Regions from separate parts of the Sus scrofa genome. Here region 2 is linked to region 1. Evidence: chromatin contacts called from public HiChIP or PLAC-seq data. All regions are on one chromosome and are shown on one strand. Each heading gives the region's core, a stretch centred on a gene start, on an enhancer-like site or on the middle of the called end of the contact. The rest is flanking DNA. Distances are from core to core; before and after follow the strand shown. Region 1 overlaps NFATC2 (nuclear factor of activated T-cells 2). Region 2 holds the start of NFATC2 (nuclear factor of activated T-cells 2).

Region 1 (4,205 bases), core at 956-3,455:
AAACAGTAGGAGAGGGGTAGCGTGGTGTTTCTTAAGTTAGAAAAAGCTTGGTGTTTTGGAAAATGGCATCTTATTTATAGCAGCAGTAATAATAATGCTTATTATATTATTTTTATTACTATTTTTGATTATTTGCATGACTCCCAAGAGCCTGTAGGATCTGGCCCTTGCCCACCTCTCGGATGGCGGCTCTTTTCACCGGCCCCCTTGCTCCTTGGGCTGCAGCTGTACCATCTTCACTTTGTCCTCAAACACCCCACATGCCTTTCTGTCCCAGGACCTTTGCTTTTGCTGTTTCCTCCTGGGTTGCATCCTTCTGTTCCTACAAGTCTCAGCTCTGAGGTGACTTTCTTTACTTTTTCTTTCTTTTTTATTTTTAGATTAAAAAAATTTTTTTTCGAGTACAGTTGACTTACAGTGTGGGGCAACTTCCTCTGTACAGCAAAAGGGATCTAGGCATACATACATACACTTTCCTTTTCTCATTTTATCTTCCGCCGTGGTCTACCCCAGGAGACTGGATGGAGTTCTAGCTCCCTGTGCTATACAGCAGGACCTCCTTGCTCATCCGTTCTAAATGTCATCGCTTGCATCTACTAACCCCAAACTCCCTGGCCATCCCCCTCCCTCCCCCCTCCCCCTTGGCAACCACAAGTCTGTTCTCCACGTCTGTGAGTCTGTTTCTGCTTTGTAGTTAGGTTCATCTGTGCCATAGTTTAGATTCCACATATAAGTGATATCATATGGTATTTATCTTTCTCTTTTGGTTTTGCTTCACTTAGCATGAGCATCTCTGGTTGCATCCAAGTTGCTGCACATGGCATTGTTTCATTCTTTTTTACAGCTGGGTAATATTCCCTTGTATATATAATCCATTCATCTGTCCGTGGGCATTTGGGTTGCTTCCATGTCTTGGCTATTGCGAATAGTGCTGCTGTGAACATGTGGGTGCATGTGTCTTTTTGAATTATAGTTTTGTCCGGCTATATGCCCAGGAGTGGCATTGCTGGGTCACATGGTAGTTCTCTAGTTTTCTGAGGAACGGTCATACTGTTTGCCATAGTTGTGGTGCCAACTGACATTCCCACCAACAGTGCAGGAGGGTTCCCTCTTCTCCACACCCAGGGGATTTTCTTGACAGGCTCCTCCTTGACCATCAGCTCTCACACTCTGTCCCGTTCCGTCCCATTGTCCTGCCCTCTTTTCTTGGTAGCACTTAGCTCTATTGGATTTGCCTTGTCTATTTGTTCACTCATTTGTTTTCTTGTTTCCCCCCCCTGCCCCCCCCGGTTAGGGTTCCTTGAGGAAGAAGACTTGGTGTTTGCTCTGGTATCTGCAGAATCTAGAACAGTCCCTGGCACTTCATAGGTGCTTATACATATTGTTGAATGAACATGTCATCTCCTTTGATAATCACATGGGCCCTGAGAGGCTGGCAGCCTTAGCCCCATTTTATAGATAAGGTAACGGAGGCTCACAGAGGTCAAGCCATGGACCCCAGGTCAGCTCACTGCTAGTGACAGAGCTGGAATCCCAAGCAGCATTTGTTATTGTCACCCCCCAACACCCCCAGAAATCTCTCTAGTCACATTCAAGAGGACGAAGAGGAACCAAACAGATCAGGACCTTTCCTATTTACTGTTTTCAGCAATTGCTGAAAAGCCGTTCTATAGTCTCTGCAATTGAAAAAATGTGTAACCTTCCAGGCGAAGTTCACGCCGGGAAGTCCAGGCTGTTCCTGACTTCAGCTGGGAACCCTGGCCCCCGGCCACCCAGGCCTCAGGCGGAGTCGGGGGTCCCAGCAAAACATTGCAAAACAGGAAAAAATCTAAGGACACAAAAATAAAAGTGATGTGGCAGCGGAAACGGGGTTGCCATGGCTCTGAGCGACTCGCCGCGCCTGGGTGGGATCCAGTGTTTTGGAAGGTTCCTCCACATGACACAGGGTTTTGGAATTTTTCAGCTGGTAAATCTTTCTTAATTCAGGGCCCCCGGCCCCCGCCAAGGAGCTCCCTGGCTCTCTGTGTCCCGCGGGGGCGTAGGTTGGAAACGTGCCTGTGTTGGATTACTCAGCTTTGAAACTTAAATTGTTTGAAGAGGACTTGTTTTGTTTTGTTGGACGATTTTCTTGGAACAGTCTGATGGCAGAGGCTTCTATCACCTGTTGAGAGGGCAAACTGACTTTTTCGAAAGGAGGCGTGGGTGGTGGAATTCCCTCTTTCCCACTGAGTCATCATCCGAATATGAGTCATTTTATGACTTGGAGGTTCCCAAAGGTTGTATTTTGAGCTTTGTTTAATAAATATAAATGCATAGGCTTAAAATAAAAATTTTTTGCTAAATTAAGTAGTTTTCCATGAATTAGTACCCTGGAAACGCTGGAACGGTCTTCGAGAAAACACCTCCTCTTCCCACCTGTTTTTCTCCACGGCTTTGGTTCCACGCGGTCTGGTGTTTGCTGAAACAATAGACCTCGTCTGGGAGCCTCTCTGCCTTGGACTCCCCTCTGGGAAAGGTCAGACTCCAAGCTGGGCTTGACCATGACTAAGGCTCTGGAGACCTTTGCCCTTGGTGACTCATGTCCACAGTGTCATCGGTCCCCTGGGCTGGAGCCCACCACTTAGATGCAGCTGGCTGGGATGTGAAGCTTTGCTCCAAAGGCAGAGGCTAGCTCGCTGCTCTGAAGCCCCACTGGAGACAGAGAAAATGGCCTTATTTTCAGAGGCCTGAATTGTTGCCCAAATTTCAGTCCTCTTGCATGAGAGAACAGACTTTGGAGTGAAAGAATCCTGCTGTTTAAATGCCTTCAAAAGAGGACACAGAGAAATGAGGTTTCTAATTAACTTGGGTCGTAGTGTTTCCCCATCAGAAATTGCTCTTGGCGCCAACAGATGTTCTGTGATTTGCAATTAGCAGGTGGGCATTTCCACCCTGGTCAAGAAAATCATAATACCTTTTATTAATGAACGGTCTGACACCCTGTTGTGCTATTTTTTCCTTTATGTTTGGTTGAACGCCTTTTTTTTTTTTTTTTTTTTTTTTTTTTAAAGTAAAAATTGTAGATCTCTAAGCCGTAAGCAGGCTGGATTGTGGATCATCCAGACTGGGCTTGAAGCCTGGATAGGCCTCATATTTTGTGCTTTGGGATTCAGTTTCCCCATCTTTAAGAGGGAGTCGGTAGTTATTTTAACACTAAAAGGAGATCAAAGATCTGAAAGGGTCGGACCATGGAAGGTGCCCAGAAAAGTCAGCTGACCTTGCACGTGTCCCCTGGAAGCAGGGAAGGCAGGCCTGTGTTGGTTTCTTGTCCGGGAGAAGAACCCTTCCTGGCAGGAGTTTCTCCCCTCCTCTCACCCCGGAGCCATCAGACTCCTGCTGTCACGCCTCAGTGACAGCCCACCCCCTGCCCCCAACTAACAGATGGGGAGGCCACTTGCTGGCTCGCAGAATGAGGTTGGCTGACTTGCTTGAGGCGACAGAGCACGTCAGAGGAAGACTGGGTCCCACACCCCCCACTTCCTCGTTCCCAGAGGGACTGGCTCTGTGAGCTGGGGTGGAGCATCGCTGAGAAGAGGCGCCTCTAGGATGGGATGCAAGAGGAGCTGAAGTCCGGCCTCCACATTAAATGACCTGTCCATGCTCTTTTGGCCTCGCTCTGCTCACTCAGCCCCCAGGACTTCCATAGGTGCTCCCTAGACATTCATTGAATACCTACTGTGTGCACGTGCTGTGCCAAGTGCTGGCGGGGCAGGGGGAGGCATGTGACAGACGAGGTCCCTGCCCTCGGGCTGGACAGTCTCAAACTTGTTTGTAAGCAGGCCACCTTGAGATGGGGAGAGTGCAGGGAAACCAGACGTAGGAGCAAGAACGAAGGATCTGGTGGTCAGGAGAAAAATAGAAACTGTGGAGTTAAATTCAAATCTCAGACAACTAACTTCTTTAGTATGGATGTGTCCCATGCAGTAGCAGAGTTTGGGACATACGGATAGGTTAAAAGATATTCATTGTTTTCTGAAATTCAGATTCAACTGGATGGTCTATGTTTTAGTTCATTAAATCTGGCAACCATGGACTGAGCAATCAGGGAGGACTTCCCTGAGGAGGTGGCTTTGAGCAGAGCCCTTAAGGTGGGAAGTAGGGAGCCACGTGGATGGTGGGAAGACTGTCCCAGGCAGAAGGAACTGCCCCGTGCCAGGGTCCCTGCG
Region 2 (4,205 bases), core at 925-3,424, 90 kb before region 1:
TATAGCTCAAGGGCAGGCTGGTTCTTTTGTTTATCCCTGACCAAATTTGAGGGTTTGGAGTTTGAGTCCTGTCATAGGCGCTCAAGAACACCCATCTCTTTCTGGATACCTATCTGAGCTGTCTCCCCTCCTCCACCTAAATTTATCAGCCTCCCCTAAGATGCTTGTTGGATCCACCCAGTATAGGTATGTTGATGCTTAGGAAACCAAAAAGAGGGTTTGCTTACGCTCTGCCAACTAGAAAGTGCTTCCCAAGACGCTGAAAGTTCATGAGTCTTGAGCCAGACCTAGGCTCCTGGAACGGAATTTGTGTCTAAACCCCTGATTCTCACCCTGGGCTACACACTGGAAGCACTGGGCAGGTGGGGATGGTGCTCTTACAAAATAGTGCTGCTCAGGCCTCAACCATTATAACTAGTTTCTCCCAGGGCCCAGCCACTTTTTTTTTTTTTTTCTCTTAAACAGCTCTCCAGGGGAGTCTAGGTGTAGCTTGGGTTAAGACCCACTGGTCTAAGTGCAATTTGGAAAACCCTGTTTATTGCTGTGCCTCTTTGCTAACAGGATACAAGTAGGATGAGGGTAGTGACCATGTTTTGCCAATGGCTACACCCCCAAGGTTGGTAGCAGTGCCAGGTGCCTCGTAGGTGCCCAGCCAAGATTTGTGGGACGAATGATGATTGATAGCTTCGCACAAATCCCTTAATGGACCAGAGATGCCTCTCCCTGAAGAGTGCATGTCCTCCATGCTGCTGGCACTTGGGGAAGGAGTCCAGTCCCCATGTGAGGTCAAGCTGTGCTTCTCAGGGAATCTCTGAACCTCACCCACCTACGTTTCTGAGCCTGTGATTTTCAACACTCGTGGCCTTTTAGATTCATCCGAGGTCATTAAAAAAAAAAATACACTTTAGGATGTCCTTGTTCAGAGGGTTTGGATTGAAGCCTGGGCACAGATGTTCAAAAAAGTGTCCCAGGTGAACGTAATGTGCTGTAAGCATTGAAGGCCCCTGTTCTCGTCTCCCTTCTACCTCTGTGAGTCTGCTTCCTGACTTTGGCTAACTTGATCTGAGACCCCCTGGAAGTGTTTCATGGGAGCAGTAGTGGGTTCTTAGGTAGCCTTCCCCAAGGGTACCTGTTCATAATGTTCCCCTTGGGTGCTTGCTTAAAAATACGCATTTCTGAGCCTCTACTCCGGGCTTATGGACTCAGGCGCTCCAGTGAGGGTTCTGGGAATCTGCCCTTTTAACAAGCATCCGGGGATGCTTGCCACCTGCCGCCTCTCCATCGGCACTGCCCCCCTTGCTCCAGCTCCCACACATGAACTCCTGGCTTTTGCTTTCTTTGGGTTTCCGCTGCCCAAATATTCTTCCCCCAGATCTTCCCATCCGTCAGTCAGGGTTGTCCAAATGCCCCCTTCCCAGAGAGGCCCTACCTGACCACGGAAGGGACCAGAGCCTCCCCAGGCCCCAGCCTTTACCCTGTATCTCTGGTGGGTTTTCTCCTGACACTCTGCAGGGATGGTCTTGATTCCTTCTTCCCCGACCAGAACCTGAGCTTCCCAGGGCAAGTGTCTAGTCCCGTGCTAGGTCCCCGGCACCTGGCACAGGATAGTGACCAGGAAGTATAGATGTAAAGGTGGGAGGGACTCGCGCTTTTCAGCGTCTCTGTGGGTCTTTGCCAGGCCTTGGGGAATTGAGCGCAGGGCACACAGGTGACTGATGCAGGTGAAAATCATGCCAGAGCTGTGGGCGCGCAGAGGCACCTGGAGACACGGGTCCGCGATAGAAGGGAGTGGGTGCAGCCCCTCCCCCTCAGGGAAAAGAGGAAAAAGCTTGAGCTCAGCCAGTCACGGAGGGCAACACAAGTGGCGGCGGCTTTGTCCTCTAGAGCCTGGGTCCCGCAAGGGCGCAGCGCTCAACGCGAGGACAGTGGGAGCGGCGGCCTCGCCCGAGCGCCTGGCGGCGGCTGGCTGCGCGCGGTGCCCGGGCGGTGCGGCCAGGCCCAGGGGGCGGCCTCCTTCCTCCCGGGCGCCAGGCCGCCGGGGCCGCGCGCCTCTCCTCCCCTCCCTCCCTTCCTCCCTCCCTCCCTCCGCTGGTCCCCGGGTGGCGGCCCCGCCCCCGCCGGCCCGGCCGCGCTGTCCCCGCCCCCCCTCCCGGGCTGCAACAGGTGCCTCCGGAGCAGGAAGCTCGCGCCGCCGCTCTGCTCCCCGGGGCGCGTCCAGGACCCGCCGCGCCAGGCGCGCCATCCCCGGACCCGGCGTGCGTCCCCACGAGGACAGTGACCCCGCCGCTCGAGCCGCCCCTCCGCCCCGCTTCCTGCCACCGTCGCCACCCTCGGCGAGGGGCCCAGGAGAGAGCCGAGTCTGCCCTCGCCCCCGGCCCGCCGCCCTCTCGCCGCTTTGCACGCCATGGACGCCCCGGAGCCGCAGCCGGACCCCGACGGCGGGGACGCCCCGGGCCACGAGCCTGGAGGCGGTTCCCAAGACGAGTTCGACTTCTCCATCCTCTTCGATTATGACTATTTGAATCCTATCGAAGGTCGGTGGAGGCTCCCCCCGGCCTGGCCCTCGAGCCTGGGCTGGGGCTTGGGCCTGAGCAGTGGGCAGAGGGCCCTCTTTTGCTCCAGATGCCACACTTCCTGGGGGACCTGAAGAGGGGCTGCCTCTTCAGCCAGGTGGAGGGAAGGCGCGAGGCGGCAGCGACTGCAGCCACCTTTAGGGGGCGCTAGGCTCATTCCGCCCGTAGGGCGTCAGTTTCCAGTTACTTCTGCCTCAGGGTCGGTGGTAGCAAAGCAGAGGGTGGCCGGGGGTCTCTGCTGGCCTCTTGCGTGCTGCTGGGTCCTCTGAGGGCAGCGAAAGCTGTGAGTTTGCCTTTGGAGGGAGGCGGTGAGGAAGCTAAAGAATGGCGTTCGTGGGGAGGGGCCGGTGCAAAAAGAGGGCGTGTGAAGCGGCCCTCCTACCTTCGGGCACCACCGCGTGTGAGGTGTGAGCCGCGCGTGGTGGAGGACTGTGTGTTGACACTAGGAAGAGGCTGGCTGTGTCTGATGCGGGAGAGGGGTTCGACTTCAGGTCAGGCGGCTGGCCCATTTCCTCCCCGGGTTCTGCTGCCTTTGCAAATCCCCCCGACCGGCTCAGTCTGAGCTTTGTTGAGTGATCCCTTTACCCGCACGAGTCACGATGGCTGTGGGGGCTGGGGGGAGCCGGCCTGTGATGCGGGCAGCTGCAGGCTGTTCCTGTCTAAGCAGGCTGCCAGTCTGTGCCCCCTGGTGCCCTCTGCGCGGGGATTTCCCCAGGCCGGGCCTGCATTTCACGTGTTTCGCAGGAGCCTTGGTCAAAACGAGGAGGTCGCACACCAACCTCACTGTATTTTTCTGGGTAGCAGGTTGTCTTGGAACAAAACAAGAAAAAAAAAAAAAAAAACCCCAACCAGGCTTCCTGATTGTGACAGCCTAGCCCAGCCATTGCTTACTGGAGCCTCAGGGGCAGGCCTGTTGGTACCTTCCAGAGGCACTTGGGCTTGGCTGCGGCCACAGAGTAGGAAGGGATTGTGCTGGCTGGTGTGTGTAGGCGGCCGTTTCTGGAATCTCCCAGGCTTACTGTTTCCCAGAGATGCTGTGTTAGGCGGGTGACGGAGAAGTTTTAACTTCGCTTCCACCACGGCTTCCCTGGCGATCTTCGAGGGAGGGGTTGGCTCTGACTTTGGAGGATGCCCTTCACTCAGATACCAAGTGAAGCTGGTAATTAGTCCTTATTCTGTATTTTGGCTGGAGATGGAAATAATTAGCCAGCCAAAGAGACCAGCCTTCTCGAGTTGCAATCTGGAGGCCATCCTTTCCTTTGAAAAGATACAATTAAGAATCTGCAAACGATCCTTTTAGCATCAGTGGTCTTTCTGTTCCTTAAGATTAAAGCCGTATTTTGCAGGGAACTAATACTTACACCCCTCCCAGATTCACAATCAACGCACTTTTTTTTTTTTTTTTTTCTTCCCTGCAGCAGGGGAGATTTCCGGGGAAATAGTTTCCAAGCCAAATCTGATGGGAGGTGCTTTTTATAGTTTTTCTTGGCAAGTGGTGCTCGGTGGCTGCCAGATGGGTGTCTAAGTGACCACAGGGAAGGCCCCTGAGTCTATTTCTTATTGATAAACTTTATTTTTTGGAACAGTTTTTGATTTACAAAAGAGTTGTAAAGATAGTACGAGAGGTGTCTT

The links. HiChIP or PLAC-seq counts read pairs in DNA pulled down with a chosen protein or histone mark.
Region 2: a contact with region 1 is called in an H3K27ac HiChIP or PLAC-seq map of skeletal muscle. The contact joins the promoter of NFATC2 here to the enhancer-like site in region 1. A contact is called at or near these places in 5 of 47 Hi-C or Micro-C datasets (embryonic fibroblasts, heart right ventricle, liver and 2 more) and 1 of 2 datasets of contacts at active chromatin or transcription factors (skeletal muscle).

The regions. Positions count from the first base shown.
Region 1 is chr17:52,798,656-52,802,860 of Sscrofa11.1, reverse strand. The region is part of intron 6 of NFATC2 (nuclear factor of activated T-cells 2); the gene reads left to right. Among named protein-coding and RNA genes, the nearest start is that of NFATC2, 89 kb to the left of the region's middle. Within about 2 kb of position 2,205, at least 35 of the 83 cell types and tissues checked have an H3K27ac peak or open chromatin away from gene starts, as enhancers often do. A contact at or near this core is called in skeletal muscle, where this site is marked.
Region 2 is chr17:52,888,205-52,892,409 of Sscrofa11.1, reverse strand. It overlaps NFATC2 (nuclear factor of activated T-cells 2), which reads left to right and starts at 2,174. Exons shown (of 11, transcript NM_001113452.1): 1 at 2,174-2,534. The coding sequence starts at 2,405.